Linked DNA regions of Mus musculus: regions 1, 3 and 4 are each linked to region 2. The links are chromatin contacts, called in public HiChIP or PLAC-seq maps. All regions are on one chromosome and are shown on one strand. Each heading gives the region's core, a stretch centred on a gene start, on an enhancer-like site or on the middle of the called end of the contact. The rest is flanking DNA. Distances are from core to core; before and after follow the strand shown.

Region 1 (7,283 bases), core at 1,295-3,794, 820 kb after region 2:
GTTCTAACCAAGTGGGATGGTATTCAAAGACAAGAAGAAGGAAACCGGGTTTACACAAGGTCCTAAGAAGAGATCAGGGCTGGAAAGATGGCTCAGCGGGTAAGAGCACCCGACTGCTCTTCCGAAGGTCCTGAGTTCAAATCCCAGCAACCACATGGTGGCTCACAACCACCCGTAATGAGATCTGACTCCCTCTTCTGGAGTGTCTGAAGACAGCGACAGTGCACTTACATATAATAAATAAATAAATCTTTAAAAAAAAAAAAAAAAAAAGAAGAGATCAGAGCCCTCACAGACAGCAAGTACTGGGGTGTAGCACAGCTGTGAAGTGCTAGGTTAGACCATCACACTTCATACCCTGGACATGATAGTGTACACCTGTAATCCCAGCACATGCGAAGTCCAGGCAGGAGGAGTACAAGGCCAGCCTGGGCTACATGAGACCCTGTCTGAAAACACCAGCAACAAACAGCTGCAGTGTTCAAAAGGTTGGTGCAGTTGATTCATGAGTTTGAGGCCAGCCTGGGCTACATAGTGAGAGCTAATCTCAAAACAAACAAAAAGAGAGCTGGGATATGACAGTGACAGAGCGGTCACCTAGCATGTACGGGACACGGCTTCCGTCTCCAGAGTGGCCCTTTCCTCCCCAGTCCCTTCTGGTCAGTGTTCATCCCAGTGAGAAAAGCACAAAATAGGTAGGACCTGGGCTCAGCTCACGAGGATCCCATGGACTGGACGGGTCATTCAGACACCAGTGGTCAGGGAGTGTGGGGGCTACATGGGTGCACAGCTGCTGTGGCAGGGGCGGGGGTGACAGTGAGTGCCATCCAGACTTTGCTCAGAGCTGGCGAGGACAGGTGTGTCCTTTCCTGAATACATGGGGTTGGTGGAGGTCACCAGGGTCCGTGCCTGTTCCTTGCTTGCACTGTTGATCCTGGGGCTCCTCCTTCCCAATGCTGTATCCCTCTCAGAATCCCAGGTGTGTGTCATATAAACAGGGGTATCCTTGGCCCTCATAACTCAAGGTCCAGGCCCTGGGGCCCGGCTTGTATGCTCCTAGGTGGCAATGGATGTCACAGGAGCTGAGGAGGCTTTTGTGTATCAGCCTCACTCGCTGTCTGTATGAATGCAGGTGCCTAGGCTCCCCTCCAGACCAGCCCAAGCAGCGGGCTGCAAAGGGCCCTAGGAGTCTGTCCTTAAGAAGGGTTTGGCGTGGTGGCACATGAATTTAATCCCAACAGTCCGGAGGCAGGTACATCTCTGAGTTCAAGGCCAGCCTGGTTTGCAGAGTGAGTTCCAGGACAGCCAGGGCTGCACAGGGAAAACATGTCCTAAAAGGTTTTGGAGGCTGGGAGTTCAGCGGGCAGAATGCTTGCCTAGTGTGCATGGAGCCCTGGGTTCCACCCCTAGGATCACATAAATGTGGCAGCGGTGGCTTAAGCCTGAAATCCTGCCACCCAGGAAGTGGAAGTCGGGGGTGGGGTGGGGTCAGAAGTTCAAGGTCATTCTCAGCTATATAGGGGGTACAGGGGGACACAGGTGGCACAGGGAGACATAGGGGTGAGTGCAAGCAACAAAGGAAGAGGAAAGCAGGCCTGGGGTCAGGAGTGGTACACTGCCTGGAATCCCAGCACCAGGAGGTCGATGCCACAGTATTGCTATGAGTTTGAGGCTAGCCTGGTCTACATAGACTGTTCCAGGCTAACCTGTTCTACAGAGTGAATTCCGTGTCAGCCAAGTGGCTGGGGAGAGCAGAGAATGGAGGGCATACCTATTCTTTAAGCCCTTGAGGACTGCATGGAGTTCAAGGCTAAGCTGAGCTCTGTAGTGAGTTCTAGGCCAGGCAGGGTCACACAACAAGACATTGTCTCAAAACCCCAAAGAGGAAAAGTGTTTCAGAGTTCTCTAGAGTGGTCACTCACCTCCCACCCCCGCAGCCGACACGCCCACCCAAAGTACCTACCCATGCACCCCTTCCTCCACCCTCTTCTCTCTGTCTGTACTTCAAGGCTGTAGGCTGGTGGCGCACGCCTTTAATCCCAGCACTGGGGAGGCAGAGGCAGGCGGATTTCTGAGTTCGAGGCCAACCTGGTCTACAAGTGAATTCCTGGACAGCCAGGGCTATACAGAGAAACCCTGTGTGGGGGGGGGGGGAAGCTGTAGGTTTCCATGCCCCCCCTTTCTGCCATCTGTAAGAGCCTCGAACTGTGGGTGGTCTGTGCTGCAGGCCTGGAACCGCCCCCCGCCCCCATCCTCTCTCCCCCTCCCCCGCAGACAGCCGCGAACTGGCAGCTTCTCTTCTTGGAGCCTCTACTCTTGCTGCTGCATTGATCCAGGTCTGCTGCTCAAAGGATTGAAAAGACAAAGGCGAGTCTACAGGCGTCTCCACACACGGGCCAGAAGCTGAGAGCCTTAAGACCCTGCCACACCGCCCAGGGGAGAAAGAGCTGGATTCCAGCTGCTTCCCACTTCCTCCCCAGGGTGAGCTAGGGCCCAGGGGAGCAGCTTCGCACCGCTAGAGGGAGCCCTTTGCAGCGCAGTGGCCCTCAGCAAAGGCCGGAGCTGTAGGCTGTGTTTCCTTCCACTTGGAAGCGTGGATGTGGAAGGAAGATGGCCCCAGATCTATACTCACTGCTGGGTGGTTTGGCTTTCTTTAGGTGGAGGTAAGTCAGTGCAGGAGGTAACCCCAGGAGAGCAAACGGAGGCCCACAGTGAGACCATGGAGGGGGTTGGGGAGCACCACCCAGGCCATTTATGTGGCTGGGCTACTCTACGTGTTGCGTATGAGTCATGAGAAATAACTCAGTAGTAAATAGAGATAATAATATACAGATAAAGAAATGGGGCCCCAGAGAATGACTAGACAGAACCAGACTTCAAACTTGGGTAACAGGGAGTTGGGTCTTGGGTACCACAGTGTCAAGAAACCCTGCCTCTTAGGAAGGGGCAGTTCCTCAGACTGTCAGGTCTAATGGGCCGGCCCTTCAGGGAGGACCTGGCAGGTCTGCCTTTAGAGTCCAACTCCGCCACCTGCCATGTGAGTGCCAGGTGGCCACAGGGCCTTTGTGTGTATTGTGTATTTACACATGGTGGCCACAGGGCCTTTGTGTGTATTATGAGTTTACACATAGTGGCCACTGGGCCTTTGTGTGTATTATGAGTTTACACATGGTGGCCTCAGAGCTTTTGTGCATGTGTATTGTGAGTTTACACATGGCTATACAGTACTTTCTTTGTGCTTTTTCTTTACTTCAGGATGGGTTTCTGGTACTGGTGACCCAAGAATGCATGAGCCCATGAACACAGACACGCCTCATGTCCCGTTTAATGTTCTATCAAATTCTTACTTTTTTTTTTTTAAGGGTCCCACTGTTTGCACAGTCCACTCAGCCACACACACACACAGCAGTCCCGTGTGCTTCTGTCTTTTTTGTTTGTTTGTTTTTCAAGACAGGGTTTCTCTGTGTAGCCCTGGCTGTCCTGGAACTCACTCTGTAGCCCAGCATGCCTCGAACTCAGAAATCCGCCTGCCTCTGCCTCCCAAGTGCTGGGATTAAAGGCGTGTGCCACCATGTCCAGCCTGTCTTTTTCTCAGGCCCTGTAGCATCAGGCACAACTGGCTGCCTTCAGGGAGGAAGAAGCACAGACTTGGAGGCCGAGGGGACTGGCATTGCCCCTAGCATCCCGCCTTAGCCCTAAGCTGCCCCTCAGCAGGGGCACACATGGTGGTCCTCGTTCAGCCCCTGGGCTGGCCGCTCCCCTTACTCCATTCACAGTCACAAGAGTGGGGTTCTCCTCTCAGCATGCTCTTCAGGCCAGTCAGCCCAGGGTCTGCTGAGCACAGGGCCTCTCAACTAGAAGGACTCCCTGCAACCGGGGCTTGAGGCCTCCTAGCTGGGCTTTGGCTCGAACATGGGCAGAAGGCTACAGGCCTCTGAGCAGAAGTGACCTCCATCCCCGCCCCATCACCAGCTCACCCTGGCAGTAGCTGATGCCACCATCAAAGGGATAGCTCGGGTGGCATCTTTTATCCTGGGCCCCTACCCAGGGTGAACGGCCTCTGGGGCAGAGAGTGTTCTGGGAACAGGCAGTGTCCCAGCCAGCAGGGAAACTGAAGCCAGAGCCTAGCTGTGGCCCCTCGAGGTCCACTTGGGTCCACTGAAGCGTCCCTCAGACGAGGGCGTCGAAGCCAGTGATGGGCGGCTGCAGAAGGTACATGGGCGTGAGCCTCCTGCCTGCAGGCTGGCCAGGCTGGGCCCCCTTATCTAACGCAGTCTGGAGACAGCACGCCCAGGACTGTGGTTTGTCCAGATGAACTTCAAAGGGTCATGACTGCAGCGGCTGCCAGCTCGGCTTCCCTTGCTCAGACTCCTCCCTAATCCTCACGTGCTCCTCCACCACACTTAAGGGATACCTCACCTGGAACTTACCCACTTCCTGATGAGGCTTCTTCCTCCCAACATGAGCCTGGCCTGACACCATCAGAGGAACCTTTGTCCTGTGACTACGAATGTCTACTCTTTTTTTTTTTTTTTTTTTTTTTTTTTAAGATTGACTCAACAACAATAACAAAAGCCAAGGCTTAGTGCCTGTTCTCCAGTAGCCAGCAAACTCTGAGCTCTGAGCAGGGCAGACCAGGATGAGTTCCAGGACAGGCAGGGCTACACAGACAAGCCCTGTCTCAAAAGATCCAAAACAAACAAACAAACAAACAAACAAACAAACCCCCTAAGATTTATTTTTATGTGTGTGCTCACAGAAACCAGAAGAAGGTATCTGATGCCCTGGAGCTGGAGTTACAGGCAGGTGGGAGAGAGCTGCCTGATGGGGGAGCTGGTCACTGACCCAGGTGCTCTGCAGGAGCAGCAAGTGCTCTTTTTTTTTTTAAAGATTTGTTTATTATTATATCTAAGTACAATGTAGCAGTCTTCAGATGCAGCAGAAGAGGGCTTCAGATCTCATTATGGGTGGTTCTGAGCCACCATGTGGTTGCTGGGATTTGAACTCAGGACCTTTGGAAGAGCAGTTAGTGCTCTTAACTGATGAGCCATCTCTCCAGCCCAGCTTATGCCTTCATTTTTTAAATTACTTTATGTGTGTGGATGTTTTGCCTGGAAGCATGCATATGCATCACTTGCATGCAGTACCTGTACATGTCAGAAGAGGGCGCCAGATCCCCTGGGACTGAAGATAGAGATGGTTGTGAGCCACACTATGTGGGTGCTAAGAATTGAACCTAAGTCCTCTGGAGGCATAGCCAGCACTTCTAGCCACCAAGCCACCTCTCCAACCTTATTGCTCAACATAAGCCCTACAGATAGGGGCAATGTGGAAAGTAGAGCCTTCTCCCCTAACCTCCAGCCTCCAAGCTTCTATACCCACACAGGGCACCATGTGACTATTCTACCTTCCAGAGAGTTCTCCTGTGGCGAGGTACCCGAATATACTGTATTCGTTATTCTCTACCACTCCGACCAAAGACCCATTAGAAGCATCTTACAGGAAGAGGGGTCTGCTGGCTCACAGTTTGAGAGTTCAGTCAATCCTGTCAGGGACGGCAAGGTGGCTAAGATAGATCTTGTCTATGATCTTTGGGGAAGGGAGAGAAAGAAAACATTCTCACGTCACAACAGGATGGGAATAATCCAGTGTTGAGAGCCTGTTTCCTGTGGCCCACCCAGGCCTCTCTGACAAGGTGACCTTGGGGCAGAGCCTAAGAGAGCCATGCAGTAACCTGGTTCTTAATCGGCTTGCGCAAAATAGGATCATATGGGGAAAGGCGCCCTCAGCTGAGGGGCTGCCTACATCAGGCTGAGCATCTTCCTGAGGGCAACGCCACCCCTGGACAGGTGGGCCTGGGAGCTGTAATTCCTTACATAAGCAAGATGAACAAGTCATGGAGAGCAAGCCAATACACAGCACTCCTCCATGGCCTCTGCTTCTGTTCCTGCCTCTAGGTTCCTGTCTAGAGTTTCTGCCCTGGCTTCCCTTGGTGAAGGACTTCGAGACCAGAAAGATAAATAAATAAATAAATAAATAAACCCTCCCCCCACCAGTTGCTTTTGGTTAGAACGCCTATAACTACATCAATAGCAAGCAAACCAGGGCTCAGGGGTGGGGGGCAGTCAGGATTGGGGACACAGGGTTGGCTGCGAGCAGGGAGGGCTGGCAAGATGGTACTAAGCTGTTGATGCCATAGGGAGGGGAGCCAGCCTCTCTGAGTCTACCAAGGGCAGGAGAGATTAAGGCAGGCTCAGAACCCTGCTAGCAAGAGACTCCCGGCTATAGCCCATGGGTGGGCGGGGGGGGGCGGCATGGGGTTGTGTGATGGAGCCTTAGAAGCTGTCTGTACAGCAGTGTTTGACTGGGGCTATGAGTAACCTGCCTGCTCTGGTTTTGTTCCTGGGCTTCAAGGATGGTTACGTTTTGCCTCGGACCCTGGGACGTGGAGCCTCTCCCTGGGCTGGAATGAGCTGGGTGCTCAGGAAACCCCTTCCCTGCTCCTTATAGAATTCTGCGACAAAACTATCCTGGGACACTGTCACTGCTGTACCAGGGCTGATTGCTAGGAACCTGACTTTCCTCAGGACACGGCCCACTCTGGCACTCTGGCTTGGCTGTGCCTCTAGGACTTTTGTAGACTTCCCATAAGGCACTTCAAAGCAGTGCTCCAGGAAAGTGGACCTGTCCCACCTGTGTGCCCGGCAGGTGTGCTGCTGGGCTTTCCCACCTGTGTGTCCAGTGAGTGTGTGCTTCTGGGGCTGTCCAACCTGTGTGCCCAGTGAGTGTGTGCTGCTGGGGCTGTCCAAACTATGTGCCCAGTGAGTGTGTGCTGCTGGGGCTGTCCAACCTATGTGCCCAGTGAGTGTGTGCTGCTGGGGCTGTCCAAACTATGTGGCCAGTGAGTGTGTGCTGCTTTAGACACAATGTTCTTGGAGAAGCCAGTGGATATTTGTAAGTGGTGCCAATGACTCTTGAGTCGTCCTGTGGCCACAGCTGCTAGACACAGAGAGAGAAAAGGACAGGCTACAGAGAGGAGAACAAGACAGGATGATCAGAACTCCTAAACGGTGGCAAGCTAAGATCCCAAAGAAAAGGGCCAGAGGGGCTGAAGAAACAGCTTAGTGAGTGTAACACTTGCCTTGCAAGCAAAGAATCTGAGTTTGATCCCCAGAACCAACAACAAAGCCAAACACAAAGGTATGCTGGGCTGGAGAGATAGCTCAGGGGCTAAGAGTGCTTCCGGCAGCAGGTAGAAGGGTATCTGTGCCTTTAGTAGTCCC
Region 2 (6,354 bases), core at 600-3,099:
CCCACCTACCCGCCCCCCCCCCAGCTCCTCAGCTAGGAAGTTCACCCCAGGCTGTGGTGACTGTCCTATGCACAGATGAGTCATTGGTACCCAGCTCAGTACCTAAGAGTACACCATAGTATTTATGAAGGAAAAGTGAACAGGGCGTGTGATGTTGGGCAGTCATTGGCCTTGCATGACCCCGTTCTTCTACAGCAAACAGAAAGGTTTAAGGAGGAAACGCTGCGAACTGTTGGGTGTTTAGTAGGCCTATGCTAAATTATGCTGGGTGAGAGGTGTGATTCAGTTGGTAGGTTATTTGTCTAGTAGGTACAGAGCCTGGTAAACTGCCCAGCCCCCAAAATAAATATGTGACATTTTCCATTCTATTTCCGTTACCTAATATCTCCCATTCTCCCAGATTTTACAAAACCTTTAGATTAATCACCATACATAAAGGATGTTGGCTCCTTTGTCCAGGAGAGAAAATTTCTCCCTCTCTATGCTACTTGTAAAAACAGGGTCTCAGTATGTAGCCCTGGCTGTCCTGCAACTCTCTATGCAGACCAGGCTGGCCTCGAACTCACAGAAATCCTCCTGCTTCCCAAGTGCTGAGATGAAAGGTGTGTTCCACCACACCCGGTTTGGCTTCTTCTACTCTCATTTTCAGTAACTGGGGACAGCAAACGGTACTGCCAGCGTGGGTTACAAGAGAAAGATGGTTTGTTTAAAGACTATTCAAGTGTACAGGAGTTCACAGAACACTGCAACTTGAAGTGACCAGAATCTAGGGCTTGTAGGCACCCTAGTGGTGGTGGTGGCACTTTAATTGACTGTGGGAGATATGTTCTTTTTGCAGAAAGTTTTTTTTTTAGGTGAATTGCTACCTTTTTAAACTTTTATTTATTATTAGCAGTGTGTGTGTGTGCGTGCGCGTGTGTGCGTGCGTGTGAGTGTTCCAGTGCAGACTTACGTGTGCCACTTTTGATCTATTCTCTTTCCACCTTGGGATGTGGTGCTTGAACTCTGGTTAGTCAGTCTCAGACCCCAAGACAAATGGTGGCTATTTAACAAATCAAATATGACCTGGCTTCAGGTTCTTCCAGTCCCTACGGTTACAGGGTAGGGCTGGCATACCCTCTACCCTGAACTCTCCAGCCCAGGGACTGGGCTGCTCTTGCTCAGACGCTCTTCCCTATAATCCAGACATGTTGGTTACCTGCCCTGTCCCTGTATCCCTGCGTGCCCCAGCTCAGTCTGGGCTCCCAGATGCCCCTGCCTCGGGCTATGCTCTCTCTTCTATCTACGATAAATCGTCATCTCCACCACACTTAGGGACAGTCATTTCCTTTTTTTATTTTTATTTTTATTTTTTTAATTTCTATTTTTCATTCAGGTGCCAGGCTCGCAGGGTGAGCCTCTGTTCACATGGAGCATCCCCCCTGCCCTGTTTAGGTCATTTCTTTTCCTCTAGGGATAAGTAACAGGAAATGAGGAGGCGGTACCCCAACTGAGAAATTCCAGAAAGGGCCTTAAGAAAGGCGCGTTCTTCTGCAAATAAGACAGGCAGTGAAGGAAGGGTGAGGTTGGTTGGTTTGTTTGTTTTGGGGTTTTGTTTGGTTTATTTTTCTTGTTAGGGATCCAACCCAAGACCTTATGTATGCTGAATTACACCCCCAGCCTTTGAAAAAAAAAATGTAATTTGGTTGAGAATCAAGAAAGCCACCTCCACTTCTGTTCCAAGTAAGGGGAGGGTCAGGATTCCAAACTCAGCGGATGCTCCGCAGTCCCGCCCATCGGCTCCTTGCTGTGTCCCACCCCTAACCTTCAGGAGAACACGACTGGGGCCAGCCCGATCCGGTCCACAGTTTCACTCTGCGTATAAGAGCAGTTAATGCGTGTGTCACCCGAGAACGTTCACATGTCACACGTCTCCCTAGGCATGTGATTTCTCTCAGAGTCGCTAATGCTGGAGAAAACCAGCTGCCGGTGGAGAGGCTAGTGTGCCTTGAGGGTCAGGGCGAAGAGTCTCGTTCACTCAACCGCGAATGCTGCCCACGTGGAGGGGGTCCTGGTTGGACCGCTCAGTCCTACAGCTTTCCTGAGGCCACCTCTCTTTCAGCTGTTCCTCTGTGGTGAGGACGCAGGCCGGGGGACAGTCGCCAGTGATCCAGCTCTAAGTGCCTGATTGACTGGAGGTCATGCCTGACTCTCAGGGGGAAAATGAGGAGTCTCATTTAACTGATTTTATTTGTTTTGTTTTGTGTTTTGAGACAAGGTCTGTCTTGGTAGCTCTAGCTGGCTTGAAAGTTGCTATGTAGACCAGGCTGACCACTAGTTCCCTAAGATCTCTGTACCTCTGCCTCTAGTGTTGAGATTAAATGGACGAGGTGCCACACCAGCATATTTGCATGACTTTAAAGGAAAGAAAAGTGTACAAACAGATAACAGATACATGCACATCCAACACACACACACACACACACACACACACACACACACACACACACACAATTTCTTCTTTAGATTTCTACTCTGTTTTTTGCTTGGTTAATGGAAGAAAGAGACTTAAAAAAAAAACAAAACAAAAAACCAACAACAAACAAACCCAAAGTGGAGAGAAACTGCAGTTCATCTATACGTAGAAAACACCACATCAGAGCACAGCCGAGGGAGAAAACTGAGGCTGTGAGAAGGTCACGACCTTCTCCCACTGAGGCTGTCTCACAGTCCTTGGGGCTTCACAGGCTGGGAGGGGCCAGGCCGTCTTGCTGACACAGCTTTTTCTCATGGGAGTTCTGTAGGGCGAGAGGCGCATTGCCAGCACCATCCCATCCGCTGCACCTGCAAGGGCCTTTGAACAGGGGACTTCATCTGCTGGCCACGTCATGACCTCTGAGTGTGACTCTGTGGGCTTGACATTTGCATTGTGGCTTATAGCTAACTCTGTTCTGTCACACCTCAGATGTACACCCCCAAACACAGCCCCCAGGGCCCCATGCCCCATTCAACATTCTCCTGTCTCCTGTCCAGCCAGTAAGTAGCAACTAAACATGTTTCTCTCTCTCTCTCTTTCTCTGTGTGTGTGTGTCTGTCTGTCTGTCTGTCATCTGTCTCTGTATCTGTCTTTGTCTCTGTGTCTCTCTGTCTTTCTCTCTCTGTATCTTTCTCTTTTTCTATCTCTGTCTGTCTCTGTGTCTCTCCATATCTCTTTCTTTATCTCTTCCTCCCTCTGTGTCTCTGTATCTCTGTCTTTCTCTCTGTGTGTCTCGGTCTTTATCTCTCTCTGTATCTCTGTCTTTATCTCTCCCTCTGTCTTGTCTCTCCCTGTCTCTCTCTCTCTCTGTTCTCTCTCTCTCTCTCTCTCTCTGTTCTCTCTCTCTCTCTCTCTTGCAGAGAGGAGGGCAGCGAGGTTGAAGGAGCACCCTGTGGAGTGTTATCTTCTTCTGCCTTTCTATGGATTCCCAGGATCAAAGCCTGTGTGACAGGAGCCCGGATCCACATGGTCATCTTGCCAGCTCCTTCAGTGACTGCTTCTATTAGGAAGAATTGAGGGGAGTCTGGGGTTGGCTGGGGAAGCCAAGCTTACTCTCTAGATTGCTCAGCACTCTCCCGGGAAAGATCTTTCTTTTGCTGTAAAGACAGAGTCAGCCAGGCAGTGGTGGTGCAGACCTTTCATCCTAGCACTAGGGAGGCAGAGGCAGGGGGATCGCTGGGTTCTAGGACAGCCTGATCAACCAAGCAAGCTCCAGGGCTGTACCATAGAAAAACCCCGTCTCAAAAACAAAACAAAACAGACAGACTGCACACACACACACACACACACACACACACACACACACACACACACAGGGTCTCTGTAGCCTGGGCTGGCTCTGAACTTGCTATGTAGTTGCAGATGATCTTGAATTCTGATCTTCCTGCTTCTACCTCCCCAGTTCTGGGATTATACTTGTCCACCTTGTTTGGCAGGAAAGATATCTTAAAGGCCACTGGCTCTGGTTCCAGGTGCTTATCTAACACTGGAATCTGTCTGACAAGCGGTCCACAGAACATATCCTCCTTTCTTCCCCTTTGCATGTGGCTCGGAGATTGACCAGATCTTTGGGATGCTTTGCATCCTGGGGACCCCCAATGAAGCCAGGTGACACCCAGCTGCCTGACTGTAAGAGCAGCTTCCCTAAGTGGCCTGGGAAGGGGCTGGAGGAGGTGACACCCAGTTACAGAGCCAGAGGGCAGAGTGCCCTGTCTCCTAACATAACAAGACAAGCTAATATCCTGACAGGGCTCTTTTGGGGAAGTGACGTCACCACGCCTCAGGATGTGTAAGCTCAGGAACATTTTCCTTGGAATAAACTGTGTCCCCAGGGCTTCTTAATGAGCCCTTTCTGTGGGAACCACACAATAGTTGGATCCAACTGCCTGTTTTCACTCTGTTATGTTATCCCAAAAAGAGGCGTATCTTGTTTACTTGGTTTTCATTGAGGAACGTTCTTTGTCCTCCAAGGAATACATAAGAGCTCCTATCTTAGAACGTGTGAAGCCCTGAAAGGTAGCTTTTCCATGGAAGTCTTTAGGCTGAACCACTGAGCTCCGCTCCGGAGAGGAAATAGATCTTGGCCGTCAAGTGCTCTATACCTGGGACTGACAGGAGCTATTTCGGAAGGCTGAGCCCTCCCGCCCAACCACCACACACAAGGTGTTGGTGCTTGAGTGATGGCTGCTGGAAGCGGCTGTGCAATGGACACTTGCCTGGGTTGATAATGACACTCAAGAGCCAGCCAGCAGGCTGTGGATGGCTCCCTCTCAACGCCACCCCCCTCCCTAGGCAGACCCATTGCTATGAATAAAGGAAGCATGACGCAACTTGGATATTTAATTCTCCAAATAGCTCCAAGCTGGAAGCAACCGAAGATAATCAATTAAAGAAATGTGGATACATTTGTGCAGTGGGATGATGCTTAAGCTATTTTGATGAATAAGGGAGAAATGGGTTTTAGTGCACCGTATGATTTATTCATGGAATAACAGACTATGCTGGTTGGTTTTTGTCAACTTGACACAAACTAGAGTCGTTGGAAGAGAGAACCTTCATTAAAAGGATACCTCCTTCTCTTGATTAATGATTGACATAGGAGGGCCCAGTCCACTCTGGGCAGTGACAGCCTGGGGCAGGTGGTCCTGGGTTCTGTAAGAAAGCAGGCTGAGTAAGCCACGGGGAGCCACGCAGTAAGCCACAGCTCTCCAAGGCCTCAGCTTGAGTTCCTGCCTTGGCTTCCCTTAGTGAGGGACAGTGACCGGGACAGGGAAGCCAAATAAACTTTCCTCCCAAGCTGCTTTTGGTCATGGTCTTCATCCCAGGGATAAACACCTACGAAGGATGCAGAGTCCGACTAAGGTAATCCACACTGATGGGAGTCAGAAAACCCCTGCTGTGGGGAAGACTCGGCCAGAAGAGAGCATCTGGGACCTGCACAGCAGACGGACACCCAGAGCCGTTCATTCCCTTAACATAAATTCTACAAGAAACATACCATGCATGCATTATGGGATGTATTGTTGGTCCCATCTGTAAAGTCCAAGACAGTAAACCAAAGCTCTGAAAGAAGAGATGGCAGAGTGCTTGCCTGGCATGCACAAAGCCCTGGGTTCAGTCTCCATCACCATGGAAACAAGACATGCTGCCACAGGCCTGTCATCCCAGCACCTGGGAGGAAGAAACAGGAAGATACGGTGTTCAAGGTCATCCGCAGCTGCCTGGTGAGTTCAAACCCTTCTCCCACTCACAGGTCTCAGGACATCCCAGTACTCCTCAATATCCATCAGTGCCCCTCAGTGCCCCTCAGTACATCCCAGTACCCCTCAGTCGCCCTCAGTGCCCCTCAGTACATCCCAGTACCCATTAGTCGCCCTCAGTGCCCCTCAGTACATCCCAGTACCCCTCAGTCGCCCTCAGTGCCCCTCAGTACTCCCCAGTACCCCTCAGTCGCCCTCAGTGCCCCTCAGTACATCCCAGTACCTCTCAGTCACCCTCAATGCCCCTCAGTACATCCCAGTACCCCTCAGTCGCCCTCAGTGCCCCTCAGTACTCCCTCAATACCCCTAGGTTCTCCCCAGTACCCCCTCAGTACTCCTCAGTACCCCAGTACCCCTCAGTGCTTCTCAGTACCCCTCAGTGCTCCCCAGTACCCCTCAATACTCCTCAGTGCTCCTCAGTATCCCCTTGATACCCCTAGGTGCTCCTCAGTGCCCCTCAGTACCCCCTCAGTACTCCTCAGTACCCCTCAGTACTCCTCAGTACCCCTCAGTGCTTCTCAGTACCCCTCAGTGCTCCCCAGTACCCCTCAATACTCCTCAGTACTCCTCAGTATCCCC
Region 3 (7,092 bases), core at 1,745-4,244, 860 kb after region 2:
TCATTCCTTCCCTCTTGGAAATCAGACCAGACTCTACTCACTGTAGCGTCTTTGAAAATGCCCATCTTGAAATGAAACCAGCCTGTGGAGATGGTAGCCCAGTGGGGGCCAATGAGAACCAAGCTCTGGCCTCAGAGATAGGGACCCATCAGCTTCTCAGGTTGTGTCCCTGGACTGTTAGCTGCCCCCCACCCAGATAGGGCTGACACACGTGCAAGCTTTTAAGAGAGCTGGGACACGTTGCGCCTGCGCAGCCCCACCCCTGCAGGACCTTGCCCATCCCTGGTAACTTCCGCTGTAATTAATGGCCCATTGATTCCCCCTATCGTGGATAAGGAGGACTCTGACTAGTCTTCGAGGAAGCTAATTCCTTATTGATGAATGAGTCAAAGCTCAAGGTGCACGTTGGTTATTCAGAAGGAGGGTGATGCACCCTGTGGGTTCGCAGCCACCTGTGTAGGCTCACCCAGAGATAAAGGGCCCTCCCTGGGGAGAAAGTGGTTTCTACTCCCTCAAAATACACTTTCCAATCTCTCTCTCTCTCCCCGCCCTCTCTCTCTCTCTCTTTCTTTTTCTTCTTCTTCTTCTTCTTCTTCTTCTTCTTCTTCTTCTTCTTCTTCTTCTTCTTCTTCTTCTTCTTCTTTTTCTTCTTCTTCTTCTTCTTCTTCTTCTTCTTCTTCTTCTTCTTCTTCTTCTTCTTCTTCTTCTTCTTCTTCTTCTTCTTCTTCTTCCTTCTTCCTTCCTCCTCCTCCTCCTCCTCCTTCTTCCTCCTCCTCCTCCTCCTCCTTCTTCTTCTTCCTCTCTCTCTCTCTCTCTCTCTCTCTCTCTCTCTCTTCCTCTCTCTCTTCCCCCACCCCCTTCTCCTCCCAGGAGATCTCCATTCCAGGTCTTCACCCTCTTTACCCAGACTTTTTTTTTTTAACCTATATACGACAACATTAAATGTTTTATTTTGAGATAGGTTTTACGTAACCCAAGCTGGCCTCAAATTCTCCACATAGTCTAGGCTACTCTGATCCTCGCCCTGCTGCTTCCGCCCCCTCCACCATATGGGGCACAGAGTTGAGAGTACCATACTTACCATAGGGTAAACCCAGGGTGTCCTGCATACTAGGTAAGCACTCTACCAACTGAGCCACTGCCCTTGTAGCTCATCTAGAACTTCTGTTTGTTTCCCTGCTCAGGAAAACCATGTTAGTTTAGCACATGTTCATTTTCTGATTCCCAGCATCCACATAGCACTCATGACTGTGGGTAACTCCAGTCTAGAGGCCCTGATGGCACCCTCTCCTGGGCTCAGTGGGCACTGCATATGTGTGGGAGCACACACACACACACACACACACACACACACACACACATACACACAGAAGACAAAACAAGGGGGGCTGGTGAGATGGCTCAGTGGGTAAGAGCACCCGACTGCTCTTCCGAAGGTCCAAAGTTCAAATCCCAGCAACCACATGGTGGCTCACAACCATCCGTAACGAGATCTGACGCCCTCTTCTGGAGTGTCTGAAGACAGCTACAGTGTACTTACATATAATAAATAAATAAATAAAAATCTTTAAAAAAAAAAAAAAAAAAAAAAAAAAAAGAAGACAAAACAGGGCCGGTTGCTAATGTAGCATGACCACCTGGAGCTGGTGGAGCCTACATTCTAACTAGGGTCAGCTGCCTGAGGTTGACATCCAAGGGCATGGGGCAAAATACTTTGTTTGACCATGGAAAGCACTTGCCAGAGGGCAGGGGCTAGGCTCATGGGTAGGGCTTGCCTAGTAAGCACAAGGCCCTGGGCTCTGTTTCTAGCTCTGCATGAACCAAGTGTGGTTGCACATGCGTGTAATCCCAGTACTGAGGAGGTAGAGGCAGGAAGATCAGAAGTTACTTAGTGAATTCAAGGTTAGCCTAAGTTACATGAGACCCTCCCTGTCTCTTAATAAACTAAAATAGTTGAAAAAGTGAATTTTATTTGTGTTGTTTTTTGTGTAGCCCTGGCTGTCCTGGGAACTCTCCTTATAGACCAGGCTGGTCTTGAACTCACAGAGATCCACCTGCTTCTGCCTACTGTGTGTGGATAACCGGTCTCTAATATTCTGGAATGCATTTGTCTTACTCTTGGGTGGCCACTTGCTTTCCAGTGATGTGGCAGACGTGTAATCAACTCCAAACCTCTGATGGAAATGAGTCGCCCCAGAGAGTGCCTGGGATCCTGACTGACCAGGGATCCAGGATCACTTATATGGGGACCATACATTGGAAGTGGGCTCTGGGCACTGTGCATCAAACAATACCGACACATAGAGGGGACGACAGGTACAGTTAGGAAGAGCAAGTATTTGTCAAGTACAACGGTTAGACCACAGATGGACAACACGGAGAGGCCCGTGTGCAGCGGAGGAGGGAACCGGGTGACTGAAGGCTCTGGACTCATGGTGTTCACTTCAGAACCAGGGAATGTTCTAACTTAGGAAAGGTCCTGTGTCTAGCCAAAAAAAAAAAAAAAAAAAAAAGGCGGGGGGTAGGTGCGGCCTGGGAGGAAGGTGGGGTAGTGGCAAGGGAGGGTAGCCCTGCCCTAGCGTGCCCTCTGTCCCCAGCACGCACCCTGCCGGGAAGCCCTGGGGTCGCAGCTACTCGGGCGGCCCTGCCCAGAATAGCTTTCCTTCCGGGCAGGGCTGCCCGGCCCGCAGCGCCAGCTCCCGAAATAGGGCCCCGCGTGTTGGGCGGCGAGGGCGGGAGGGGCCGTCCCTGCTCACAGGCACACTAAGCCGCTGGGACCCTGGCACCCAACAGGGACCTGGGTGCAAGGACCAAGAAGGGGCTGCAGGCAGAAGCCAAGACCCAGGCTCGGAGATGGCGAGGCGCGGACTAGCATGGAGGAGCGAGGGCTGGCATCGCACTCTGGGTTGAGAAGGCGGAGACCCGGGTGCAGGGACCACGGAGGAGTCAGTAGAGACCCGAGATCGGGATTCCCGGCGCGGGGCCAGCCTCCAGGCGGGTGGGGCGGGCGCTGACCTCACAGCCTGCGAGGAAGTCGGGGCTGGCCTGGCTGATGGAAGGCCTGAGGAATTCGCAGCTGGCGGCCCGGTCGGGTGTGAACGCGTTCCCTTCTGCTCCCAACGTGGCGAGGCAATGGAGCAACAGCTTAGCAGTTGCCATGGCCACGGACCTAGGCTGTGGGACCAGCGGCCGCCCAGGCGGGCATTGGGAGATCCCCTGGGTCCTGTGGGATTCTGTATCCACACACGGTGCCGTGTGTTACAGGGTTGTAATCCCAACCCTTGGGAGGTAAAGACACCCCCTGATTAGGAATTAAGCTCATCACCTAATAGTGAGTTCGAGGCCAGGCTGGGCTACATGAGACCTGTCTCAAAAAGCAAAACAGGATGGGCAAGGTGGTGCATATCTTTCATCCCAGCTCTTCAGAGGCAGATGGATCTCTATATGAGTTCGAGACCAGCCAGGCATACATAGTGAGTTCCAAGACCCAGTGAGGCCCTGTCTAAACAAAACAAAACAGGACCAGAGAGCTAGCTTAGGGGTAAACTACCTTGGTACATATAAGCTTGCCAACCTGAGTTCAATTCCTGGGAGCCACTTAACAGAAAACTGAAGTCACAGTGTCATTCTCTGAACCTCCAGATGCAGGAGACAGCGCTTGCTCGTGCAAGCATCCCTCATAGACACATGCATACATAATAACATTTATAAGATTTAAAAAAAAAACAACCCGCCGGGCATGGTGGCGCACGCCTTTAATCCCAGCACTTGGGAGGCAGAGGCAGGCGGATTTCTGAGTTCGAGGCCAGCCTGGTCTACAGAGTGAGTTCCAAGACAGCCAGGACTATACAGAGAAACCCTGTCTCTGTCAAACTCAGAAATCCGCCTTCCTCTGCCTCCCAAGTGCTGGGATTAAAGGCATGGCACCACACCCAGCTAAAACCCAAAAGTTTTTAAATTAAAAAACAATGTGGCAGGAGAGCTGGCTGGGTGGCTGCTTTTCCAGAAGACCCAGGTTCAGTGAGCAGCACCCATCTATGGTTCACAACCATCTAGGACACCAGTTCTTGGAGAGCTCATGTGTTCTCTTCAGAACTCCAAGGCACCAGATGCAAACTTGGTGTGCATACATACATGCAGGCAAACCAAAACAAAAAACAGTGTTCCTCTCCCTCCTGTAGATGCTGACGGTTAGAAAGTTAGAACCCCTGTGATGGACAGCCACCACTTCAGTGCAAGCAAGCCTCTTGTGACCAACCCAACAGGACCAGAGTGGGATTCACAGAGATTGCCACCCTGCTCCACTCTCCCGCCCCTCCCCTGTCTTCAACCAAAGGCTAACCTCTTCAACCTCCCGGCTTCCTCAACAACCATCCAGGAATCAGTCAGATCTGCCTTCAGGGGACTGTGATGAAAATAGCCTGCCTGTGTCATAGGCTGACTCTTTTCCTGGTGCCCCACCTACTTCTCCTCCATCTCAATCTGGGAAGACTCGGCCCCACCCTTTGTCAGGTTGAGGGTTTGCTAATGTGCATGTGTGCATGTGTGCATGTGGTTGTGTGTGTTGGGGGCGAGATGTGGGCACAGACACCTTTGACAGAGACTCCCTTGAGGTTTACCTTGAACCCTCCCTTTCCCCAGAGGACAATCTAACTTGCTGTCCGGACCTGCAGGGATCTCGGGATGAGGTCCAAGTCTGCGAAGGGCAGGTCACCTGGCTGGAGTGGAGCAGGCTGCCCTTCCGAAGCTAGTGGCAGCTCCAGCTGTCCTATGCAAGCTGGGGCTGCCAGGATGACACAGCCACCTGGAAGTAACTTCAAAGACCACTGTGTCCTGGGAGTTCAGGATTAACAACCCTGGGCCGAGAAGGGGCCCTGAATGTCAGCCTCTTCTAGGAGAGCCAAGACTTGGGACAGCAGCAGTCCCTGGGTAAAGCAGGGCGGGCCTGATTTACTGTAATTCCCTGGCTGCAAGCATGATGGCAGGCCTGGGGGGAGAGGCCCCTTGTGGAGCCAGGCCTTACAGCCCATTGCCAGGGTCCAGTATGTGTTTTGCAGAGGAGAGAGAGGTGTTTCAGTGTCTGGCTGTGGGAATCTATTTGGGGAGTCGTGGTGGTGGTGGGGGGAATAGGGGCAATTCCAATCTGAGCAGGTCAGGTCATCACTGTAAAGGAAAATGAAACAACCTGTCCAGAGAGCTGGAGGGCTTTGGAGCTGCTCACAGTGACAGAGAGCTCACCGTGACACTGGCTTGCCACCTATCACTATCATGCCTGGCCTTAGGAGTTATTATCCCCAGGATCAACACAGGGAACAGATCTCAGATCTGGATCTCGGAGGTGTGAAGAGACAAACAGGTAGAAGTCTAGGCTCTAACCCCCATTCTCTCTGGCCTTCTGAGTGTGGGAAACAAAAAGCCAGGAACAGCAGCGGGTGACCCAGCTGACTGCCAGGTGCCTGCCACCTCCCCCTTCAGTCACAACACCTGCTTGCCTGGTACTCAGCTGACTTCCTGTCCCTAGAAGAGCAGAGCGGCTGTGGGTACCGTGGGGGCAGGGCGGTCCCCTTCCTGTGCTTCAGGGAGGGCATAACCCTGCAGCTTTTGGGCACTGTCACTTCCTATTTCCCAGGCTCTGGAAGCCAAACCTGGATTCCCCCGGAGAGTCTGTCCAGGACAGGGGTTTGTCAGCATCCTGACCCACAGGTGAGGGACAAACTGGGCGGAAACAGGGGCTATAAGGGGCTATAGCCTGGTTAGGAGAAGGCTTGTAGGGAATTTCTGTCAGCTCTCCAAGGTCACATAGAGGTCCTCTACCTCTCTGCCAAGATCAAAGATACAGATGTGAATGATGCTCATGCAGGCGTGCATGTGTGTCTGTCTGTGTGTGTGTGTGTGTGTGTGTGTGTGCATGTGGGTGCCAGAGGACCACCTCAGTGTCATTACTCAGTTGCTATTCACTCGCCCTTTTTTTTTTTCCCAGAGATTCATTTAGTTATTATCTATGTATGGGTGCTTTCCTGAGTGTAAGTCTCTGTACTGGTGCCCAGAAAAATTGGCCACTGGATCCCTGGAACTGGAGTTACAGATGGTTGTGAGCTGCCATGTGGGTGCTGAGATTTAAACCTGGGTCCTCTAGAAGAACAGCCAGTGTTCTTAACTGCTAAGCCATCTCTCAAGCTTTGCCTACCTTTATTTGAGACAGGGTCTTGCCCCAGCCCTGAACATACAAATTCACTACAAATAGGTTTTCTGTTTGTTTTTGAGACAGATCTGACAGTGTAGCCTCAGGATCCACCCACCCATATCCTCAATGCAGCATTTTGAACATCTGGAAAGAGTCTCATACCTGGCCTTTTCTAAGGGGATCCTGGGACTAGAACTCAGGTCTCCATGCTTGCAAATTCAAAAGGTGCTTTATTTAAAAAGGAGATTCATGTGCAATGACTCTTGTGTTTCCTGCGTGTATCTACACGAGGGTGTGAGCTGTGACATGGGACTTGAACCTGGGTCCTCTGGAAGAACAGCCAGTGTCCTTAACAACTGAGCCATCTCTCTGGTCCCCCCAAAGATGCTTTAAAAAATAATAATTTAAGCCAGGCGGTGGTGGCGCACACCTTTAATCCCAGCACTCGGGAGGCAGAGGCAGGCGGATTTCTGAGTTCGAGGCCAGCCTGGTCTACAAAGTGAGTTCCAGGACAGCCAGGGCTACACAGAGAAACCCTGTCTCTAAAAACCGAAAAAAGAAGAAAAAAAATGTAGTCAATCGTAGTGACACACACCTTTAATTACTTGGGAGGCAGATCTCTGTGAGTTCAAGGCCTGCCTCATCTACAGAGTGAGTTTCAGTACAGCAGGAGACCCTGTCTCAAAAAAACAAACAATAGATTCAGATTTATTTATTTTATTTTATTATTTGTGTATGAACCTGCTTGTGTGCACCATGTGTGTGCCTGTGCCCCAGGAGATCAGAAGAGGGCATCGGATCCCCTGGAAATGGAGTTAGACCTTTGTGTCCCTGACAATTGTGAGTCCCCTTGTGGGTGCTAGGAGTTGAACCTTTGGAAGAGCAACAATTGTTCCATCTTTCCAGCC
Region 4 (7,177 bases), core at 3,338-5,837, 780 kb after region 2:
TACTCTGGGCCTCAGATGTGGGAACATCATAGGGTCATTATGAATGTTTAGAACATGCACAAAAGACCCAAGTTGGAGGCTCTACTCTGGCCTGGTTCCTGACTCTGCTGGTTGCACCCAGTGTGGGGTGCCCCTTGGAGCAGGGCCGGTGAGGCAAGAAGACCCAAGGTCCCATCCTAGAGACTTAGTGCCAACTAACTCTCTCTCTCTCTCCCCTCTCTCTCTCTTTCTAGAGCTGAGGACTGAACCCAGGGCCTTGCGCTTGCCTAGCACTGAGCTAAATCCCCGACCCTGTAGTGCCAACTCTCAACACGCTAGACTCTTGGGGTGCAGATCTGCTGGGGACCTGATCCTGCTGCCCGGGACATCTAGGCCCAAGTAGGAGGGAGCAAAAGGGATAGGGGGGGGTCCTTCCAGGCACCTTTAGCGAATCTCTGGGCATTCTCGTGGTCCCTTGGTAGCACCTCCTCTGCCTCAGCTAGTCCCACCAGGGCAGCCGCAGCCAGCACTCCAGCCTGGCGCATGCCTCCACCCAGGGCCTTGCGGAGGCGCCATGCTTCTCCAATGAAGTCTTTGGATCCGCCAACCAGAGCTCCCACTGGTGCACCTAGGCCCTAAGGGAAGAGAAGAGACCCTATCTCACAAAGCCTGCCCTTGAGATGAGGTTAGAGCTTCAGCCTCAGCACCCGAGCGAGGCAAGCAGGTCTGTCAGGCTCCGGAAGGACAGCCTACCTTAGAGAAACAGAAGGATACAGAGTCACAGTGCTCTACAAGGCGGGCAGGGGGTATGCGCAGAGCCACTGCTGCATTCATCAACCGAGCTCCATCCATGTGGACCCTTGCTCCGTGGGCGTGGGCCAGGAGGCACACCTGAAAGCAAAGGGCAGGTGGTGTTCAGAGGCAAAATTTCCAAGAGACCACTGGGCTTGGAATCTTGTTTTTTTTTTTTAAATTTAAATTAAATCCAGAAGCACTGGATTCCCCAGGAGCGAGAGTTACAAATTGTGAGTTGCCTGGTGTAGGTGCTGGGAATATAATTCAGGTCCTCTGGAAGAGCAGCAAGTGATGCTAACCATCCAGCCTTCTCTCCAGTTGTCTTATTTTTATTTTATGTGTGCAGGTGTATGCCATTGCAGATGGTTTTGATCCAGCCAAACTCTCAGTCTCTCTCTCTTTCTCTCTCTCTGGTTTTTCGAGACAGGGTTTCTCTGTGTAGCCCTGGCTGTCCTGGAACTCACTGTGTAGACCAGGCTGGCCTCGAACTCAGAAATCCGCCTGCCTCCCAAGTGCTGGGATTAAAGGCGTGCGCCACTACTGCCCGGCTCAGATTCTCTCTTAGAGCACTGTTGTTAACCACTGAGCAATCTCTCCAGTCCGCCAGAGAGAGGATTTTCCTAAGGAAAGGGACTGTATCAGGGGAAACAGGAAGCCCAGAGTGCACTGGGCTGGCATTGGGACACTGCTGTGTGGGAGCCTACCTGGGGGAGGTAGCCTACCTGGCGGAGGTAGTCGACAGGGAGGACCCGGCCTCCCGCGCTGCTGTGAGTGTTCTCCAGGTACACGAGCTCACAGACTGGATGGTAGGGACTCCCAGAGCCCCGCGTGAGTGCCCTCTCTAGCTCATTCAGGTCCAAGGTGCCATAGGGCAGGTCGGGGAGGGGGTGGGAATGCACCCCAGCGATCTGCAGGTGGGAGAGGATGCTGGATCAGGTGGGTCCGGTGGCACTTCTGGGTAGGAAGGTTCCCCTGCAGTCAGAGCCACCTCTGGAACCCAGGGTCTTTCTTCTGAGCATGTTTACACAGCATCCGAACTGGAAAGGCTGCTGGTTCCTGCTTTTTCTGTTCAGTCGTTGCCCTTTGGCGTCTTTCTGGAGTGCTAGTGCTCCATCTGTCCACTAGAGGGCAGTAAGGCACCGCGACAAGTGAGCAAATCTGGGCCCAGGCCCTCCCTTCCATCTCTCTTTCCCCCCTCTGCCGGTTCCAGGCTGGTACCTGAGAAACAGGGGCCTACCTTGACATCCTAGCTGGCTGAAGAATATCCAAAACCCCAGGGTATTATTGTCTGGTCCTTACCTGTGCCACCCCGCCCTGCTCATAGACGTGGAGGTGGCATTCCTGCCCAAGGAGGACCTGGGAACCCCGGCGCCGGCAGTGACCCATCACTGAGACAGATGGGAGGAGGGCAGGATTTGGAACTGGGTCCAGAGGATCTCTCTGCCCCTGCTCAGCTTGGCCAGGCTGAGCTAGGGCCCCCAGTGAGCTCAGACTCCCTCTGTCAATTGGGAGTCAAAACACCTCACTGTCACGTGTTGAAAAGACTGGTGTGTTACACAATTCTAGGCTGTGAAGGCTGGACACTAATAACCTGCACCAGACCCCCATGGCCAGCAAGGAAGAGTGCCAGGATGCTGCCTCCAGGAACAGGCATCCCAGGGTACCAGGAGCAGCCAGAGGACAGAAGCACACTGGGAAACAACCCAGGCCAGGGCTGCAAGGTAAGCATCCAGGAAGAAGAGCTAGGGAGTAGCAGAGACTCAGACCTCACTCCTCCCACTGCCAAATGCAGAGTGCTCCACCAGTTGCACCCAAAAGAAATCCAGGTGTGTGCCCACCAGTGCCACAGACCCTTTGAGCTGGGGCTCAGAGGGGCGGGTAAGACACTCACCAGAGATGAGGTTGGCCATAGTGTTGGTGGGCACAAACAGCGTCCTCTCTACCCCAAGCAACTCTGCAGCCTTTTCCTGCAGTTCTGAGAAGGGAGGGGGGCAGGGGAAGGGCAAGAATCAGCAATTCCTCGGGCCACTGTACCGTGGCACACAGTTCGTGTGTACTTGTTACAGGGTTTGATAGAATAGACCTGTGATTCCAGTACTCTGCTGAAGCAGGAGGATAACTGAGTTGGAGGGCCGCCTGAGCTATACAGCAAGACCTTATCTTAAGCACTTCTCTCCGAAAAGGTACATTTGCTCGGATGAGAAATGATGGTCCTGTGGGTGGGGCTTGGAGTCTGTGATCTTGGTAACCACGTGCCACAGCCAGAGGCCCCTCTGTCAGTCCTCCTGAGCCACAGTCCCCGCCCCAGGCCACCGAAACTCCCTTGTGGTTTGAAGCCCCTTTCCCACCCAGACCTCACACCTGTTTTTCTCCCTTTCCCAGAAGCCCCGGCAGGTGAGGCCTTGTGGTTTCCCTGTGGACTTCCTCTGCACATCACCACGGAAGAAGAGCCTCTGGGGAGCGGGCAGGGCACAAAGAGTGCAGCTGGCGGGTGAGTGGATGGCCTGGGTAAAGGCCATGGTGGCTCTCCTGTCTGTGACACAATGCTCAGTGCTAAAGTGATCTAGATTCTGTCCCCAGAGGACACATACCCGTGTCTCCCTGAGCCCTGTGTGCGGTCGGGGATGAGTTCTGCTCGCTCCTCCTCCCAGCCCCTGGTTCACCCTCCTCAGACTCCTGTCGAGGCCAGGACCTCCCAGCCTTGATGTGGTGACCTGTTTACACCAGGTGCCTGCTGAGAGCAGTGTAGCTCAGCATCTTTGAAGTTCCTGGTAATATCTTGTTGTCAAGAGATTCTAGATCAGCCCCAATCACCCCTGGGTCCACAAAGGTCAAGTGTGATCTCTGGTGTATCTCTGGATCTCTAGTGCACACACAGCAGCACTAGAGGTCCACCTTAGCAGTGACTATTGACCCCGGGTGGGCTTTGGTTTGCTGTCTCCTTAACGCGCTGCACTCCCTAGATATGAAATTCTGCACCCCCCCCCCCCCCCTGTGAAGGAGCAGCGAGCACTTTCTTTGCTGGATTGATTTTGTCTTTGTGAAGTCAGCCAATGAATGAAGGAGAGTAGTTAGCCCTCCTTGTAGTAAGACCTGTCTCAAACCCTGGTTCTTCCCTGTTCCTGATGTGGGTCCTTGAACTCCTCTCTGCCCATCTCGGGGTCTTGCTTTGCCAAGTCTGGACAACACCCATCTGGGCAATTGGGTGACAGTGGGCAGAAATCACCAGGTGGTCCTGTTAAAATGCAGATTCTGGCTCCCCAAGTCCATTGTGGAGCTCAAGAGTCTGCATTACCAGGGATCTCTCCGAGAAGGAACAAGAACGCAGAGTGCACCACTGAGCGTCCTCAAATGTCAGCGAGGCACCCCTCTGCGTCCGTGCTGTCCTGTCAGAACCACGGACAGCGTCCCGGGGTCACCGCAACGACCCCTGCCCCGGGCCTGTTCGCCGGGCTCACCGTGGACCGTAGGGTCTTCGCCGTAATCATCGTCTCCTACAACCGCTTCGGCCATAGCGCGCCTCATGGCCGGCCCTGGCCGGGTCACCGTGTCGCTGCGTAGGTCCACCACGTGGGCTGGGACCCCCGCCCAATTCCTAGACCACTGAGCCCAGGGCACCCTGAGCCCCGGGACCGTGGCCCGGAACAGGCTGCGTAGCATGGCGGCCCGGAACAGGCTGCATAGCATGGCTGTGGCACTCGTCTTTCTCGGCCGCAGGAGCGGAGGACAGTCTCTTCCGTGCCAGCGGGGAACCCGTGTAACTGGACTCTTCTGACCCCGCGCGGACCTGAACTGGGCAAGCCCGGGGCACTATGGGAATTGTAGTCCTCTCTGGAGTTTTATACATTATTCGAGCCCCGCAGCATGCTGAGAGTTGTAGTTTTTGTGTTCCGTTGTTCCAAAGGCTAGGAGATTTTGGAATGACAGTTCCTTACTTTGCTGAGTGGGAAACAAAGCTGAGGTCCGGGGATTTTAGCGTGTACATGGTACTGCTCGTGGCACTGCAGATTTAACTTAATTAAGCGTCTCAGCCACTCTGGGAAACACCTGGGTGTTTGGGAATGGAACTCAGGTTCTCTTCATAATCAGTTCCATGCCTCTGAGCCACCTCTCCAGTCCCTCACGGTCCTCATTTTACACCCGAGGAAACAGGCTGCAGACACTGATGTGAAGTCCAGGAATCAAGTATGGTACCGTGTTGCCCATAAACAGTAGCTTTCAACCACTGGAGTCTTTTTAATTTTTCTCCTTAAAAATTAGTTCTGGCCGGGCAGTGGTGGCGCACGCCTTTAATCACAGCACTTGGGAGGCAGAGGCAGGCGGATTTCTGAGTTCGAGGCCAGCCTGGTTTACAAAGTGAGTTCCAGGACAGCCAGGGCTACACAGAGAAACCTTGTCTCAAAACAAACAAACAAACAACAAAATTAGTTCTGAACTCACTGGGTAACCTAGTTGACCTTGAACATCTGACCGTCCTGCTTGGGAATTCAAGTGTGTGCCACCATGCCCAGTTTACGCTGTGCTGGGAACTAGATTTAGGGCTTTGTAAGTGCTAGGCAAGCATGCTACCAAATGGGATACATTCCCCCTCCCTCCTCTCCCCTCCTCCTCCTCCTTCCCCCTCCCCTTCCCCTCTCCTCTCCCCAAATTCTTCTTTTAAATGAATTTAAAGCTGGGAGGTGGTGGCACACACCTTTAATTCCAGCACTGGGGAGGCAGAGGTAGGCGGATCTCTGAATTCGAGGCCAGCCTGGTCCACAGAGTTCCAGGACAATCAAGGCTACACAGAGACCCTGTATGGGGGGGGGGGGAGATTTAAAACTTTAAAAATCATATGTGTGGGGTGGGGAGTAGATACACATGAGTGTAGTTACCTACTGGGGCCAGAAGAGGGCGCTGGACAACCTGGAGCTAGAGTTACAGAGTCTCCAAGAGACTGTATGGGTTTGTGTCTGCCATCTCTCTAGGACATATGGGAAACGGAGTTTTGGAGGTATCTAGAAATCTTTCTTTTTCCTATACCATTGGCTTGGAGAGACAAGGTGCTTCCATGGAAGTCATGCCCAAGAGCCCTGTGACAGAGCACCTAGCTAGTAAGCATGTGATCCTTAGATTGATTCCTCAGTACTGCAAAAGGCAGGCATGGTGGCTCATGCCTGTAATCTCAGTCCTTTGGGGCGGGGTGGGGTTGGGGGAGGCGGGAGGATATTTGAGACTTTCAGGCCAATCTGTACTAAAGTGAGACTCTGTTTCAAAAAATTAAAATTAAAAAGAAGGAACATAGATAGCATTTGCCCGCTCCCAATAGTGTGTCAGCAGACAACTTGTGGCCATGGTCCCTAACTCTGGTGAGGATCAGAAGCTGCGCTTGTCCAGCCTGGCTCGTGGGAAGTGCTGCTGTTTATCCTGACGTTGGAACTGCAAGGCCCTGGAACTTGGTTCTTCTATTGTGGGATACACTCTGCCTTACCAGGGCCAAGGGGTGACCTTTCCCCATACAGGGAGGTTGGGAACTCAGCCCTGCTCAGCTGCTTCTGTTTCCAAAGTGTGGGTCCCAGTTGTCTGTCTACGGTGTCTATTGGGAGCAAGTTGCTCTGAGCAGGGCTTGTTGGAGCAGAGGCCCTGGTCTAACACGGCGGTGTCTCTCGGATGCAGACTGTGCCTCCTCTCTGTCATTTGCCTTCTTTTAGCCGTGTCTGTGGGTGGCATGTTGGAAAGGAGCAGCCAGGCAGGCTTCCTGGAGGAAGCATCAGTCTTTGACAGCAGGTAATGGAGGAGGAGAGACTGACTTGCATAGGAGACAACATGGGCCACAAGGAGGTGGTGTACCCGTTGGAAGTCCAGGGGGCTAGGAAAGTGGGGAGGAGGGGCAGCCCCAGGCCACCTGTAGGAGCAGAGCCAGTTCTAAGGGACTCTTTCTCCTCTCCCAAACACCTAGCAGAGCCATCCTAAAAGCATGCAGAAGTCAAGTGCGGCAGGCCTGGGACCCCCAGCTAATAGAAAGGCCCCCTGCCTCACCAGAGCAGGGTGCTCTGGCCCTGACCCACACGCTCTGCCTGATTCCCGAATTCCAGTCCTTAGAAAACAAACCCTTATCTCATTGTCTGGCTCCAGGCTTCTGCTGGGAAATGGGGGGCGGGGGCAAAGGCTCCATGGGAGGGGGGTGGATGGGCTGGGAGCAGCCAAGGGAACTCTCAGGGGAGAGAGGGGACAAAAGAGCAGCAAGACACCTCCCTTCGATGGCAAGAGCAGAGAACAGCCACCTGCTTGTAACTCTCTCAGAGACAGCAAGGCCTTCCTGACTCACCCTGTCAGTCCTTAAGCGTCTGTGAGGAGGGGAACAGGACAGGTGGCTTGAGAACTCCCTTCAGGTGACAGCTTGGCCCCTAGCTTTTGTCCTTCC

What was found. HiChIP or PLAC-seq counts read pairs in DNA pulled down with a chosen protein or histone mark.
Region 1: a contact with region 2 is called in a FOXA1 HiChIP or PLAC-seq map of pancreatic cancer cells. The contact joins two enhancer-like sites. A contact is called at or near these places in 1 of 115 datasets of contacts at active chromatin or transcription factors (pancreatic cancer cells) and 1 of 9 other capture datasets (embryonic stem cells).
Region 3: a FOXA1 HiChIP or PLAC-seq map of pancreatic cancer cells shows a contact between it and region 2. The contact joins two enhancer-like sites.
Region 4: a FOXA1 HiChIP or PLAC-seq map of pancreatic cancer cells shows a contact between it and region 2. The contact joins the promoter of Tha1 here to the enhancer-like site in region 2. A contact is called at or near these places in 3 of 39 promoter capture datasets (hippocampal neurons, liver and pre-B cells) and 2 of 115 datasets of contacts at active chromatin or transcription factors (microglia and pancreatic cancer cells).

Annotation. Positions count from the first base shown.
Region 1 is chr11:117,910,372-117,917,654 of GRCm38.p6, forward strand. It overlaps Gm11725 (a long non-coding RNA gene), which reads left to right. Exons shown (of 3, transcript XR_001780380.2): 3 at 1-138. Among named protein-coding and RNA genes, the nearest start is that of Tha1, 40 kb to the left of the region's middle. Within about 2 kb of position 2,545, at least 63 of the 459 cell types and tissues checked have an H3K27ac peak or open chromatin away from gene starts, as enhancers often do. A contact at or near this core is called in embryonic stem cells and pancreatic cancer cells, where this site is marked.
Region 2 is chr11:117,090,107-117,096,460 of GRCm38.p6, forward strand. No RefSeq gene overlaps it. Among named protein-coding and RNA genes, the nearest start is that of Mir6516, 16 kb to the left of the region's middle. Within about 2 kb of position 1,850, at least 123 of the 459 cell types and tissues checked have an H3K27ac peak or open chromatin away from gene starts, as enhancers often do. A contact at or near this core is called in embryonic stem cells and pancreatic cancer cells, where this site is marked.
Region 3 is chr11:117,946,862-117,953,953 of GRCm38.p6, forward strand. No RefSeq gene overlaps it. Among named protein-coding and RNA genes, the nearest start is that of Socs3, 19 kb to the right of the region's middle. Within about 2 kb of position 2,995, at least 203 of the 459 cell types and tissues checked have an H3K27ac peak or open chromatin away from gene starts, as enhancers often do. A contact at or near this core is called in pancreatic cancer cells, where this site is marked.
Region 4 is chr11:117,868,939-117,876,115 of GRCm38.p6, forward strand. Tha1 (threonine aldolase 1) reads right to left here and starts at 4,588. Exons shown (of 7, transcript NM_027919.4): 1 at 4,233-4,588; 2 at 2,666-2,749; 3 at 2,074-2,162; 4 at 1,497-1,682; 5 at 733-870; 6 at 422-614. The coding sequence starts at 4,461. It overlaps Gm11725 (a long non-coding RNA gene), which reads left to right and starts at 2,147. Exons shown (of 3, transcript XR_001780380.2): 1 at 2,147-2,495; 2 at 3,157-3,265.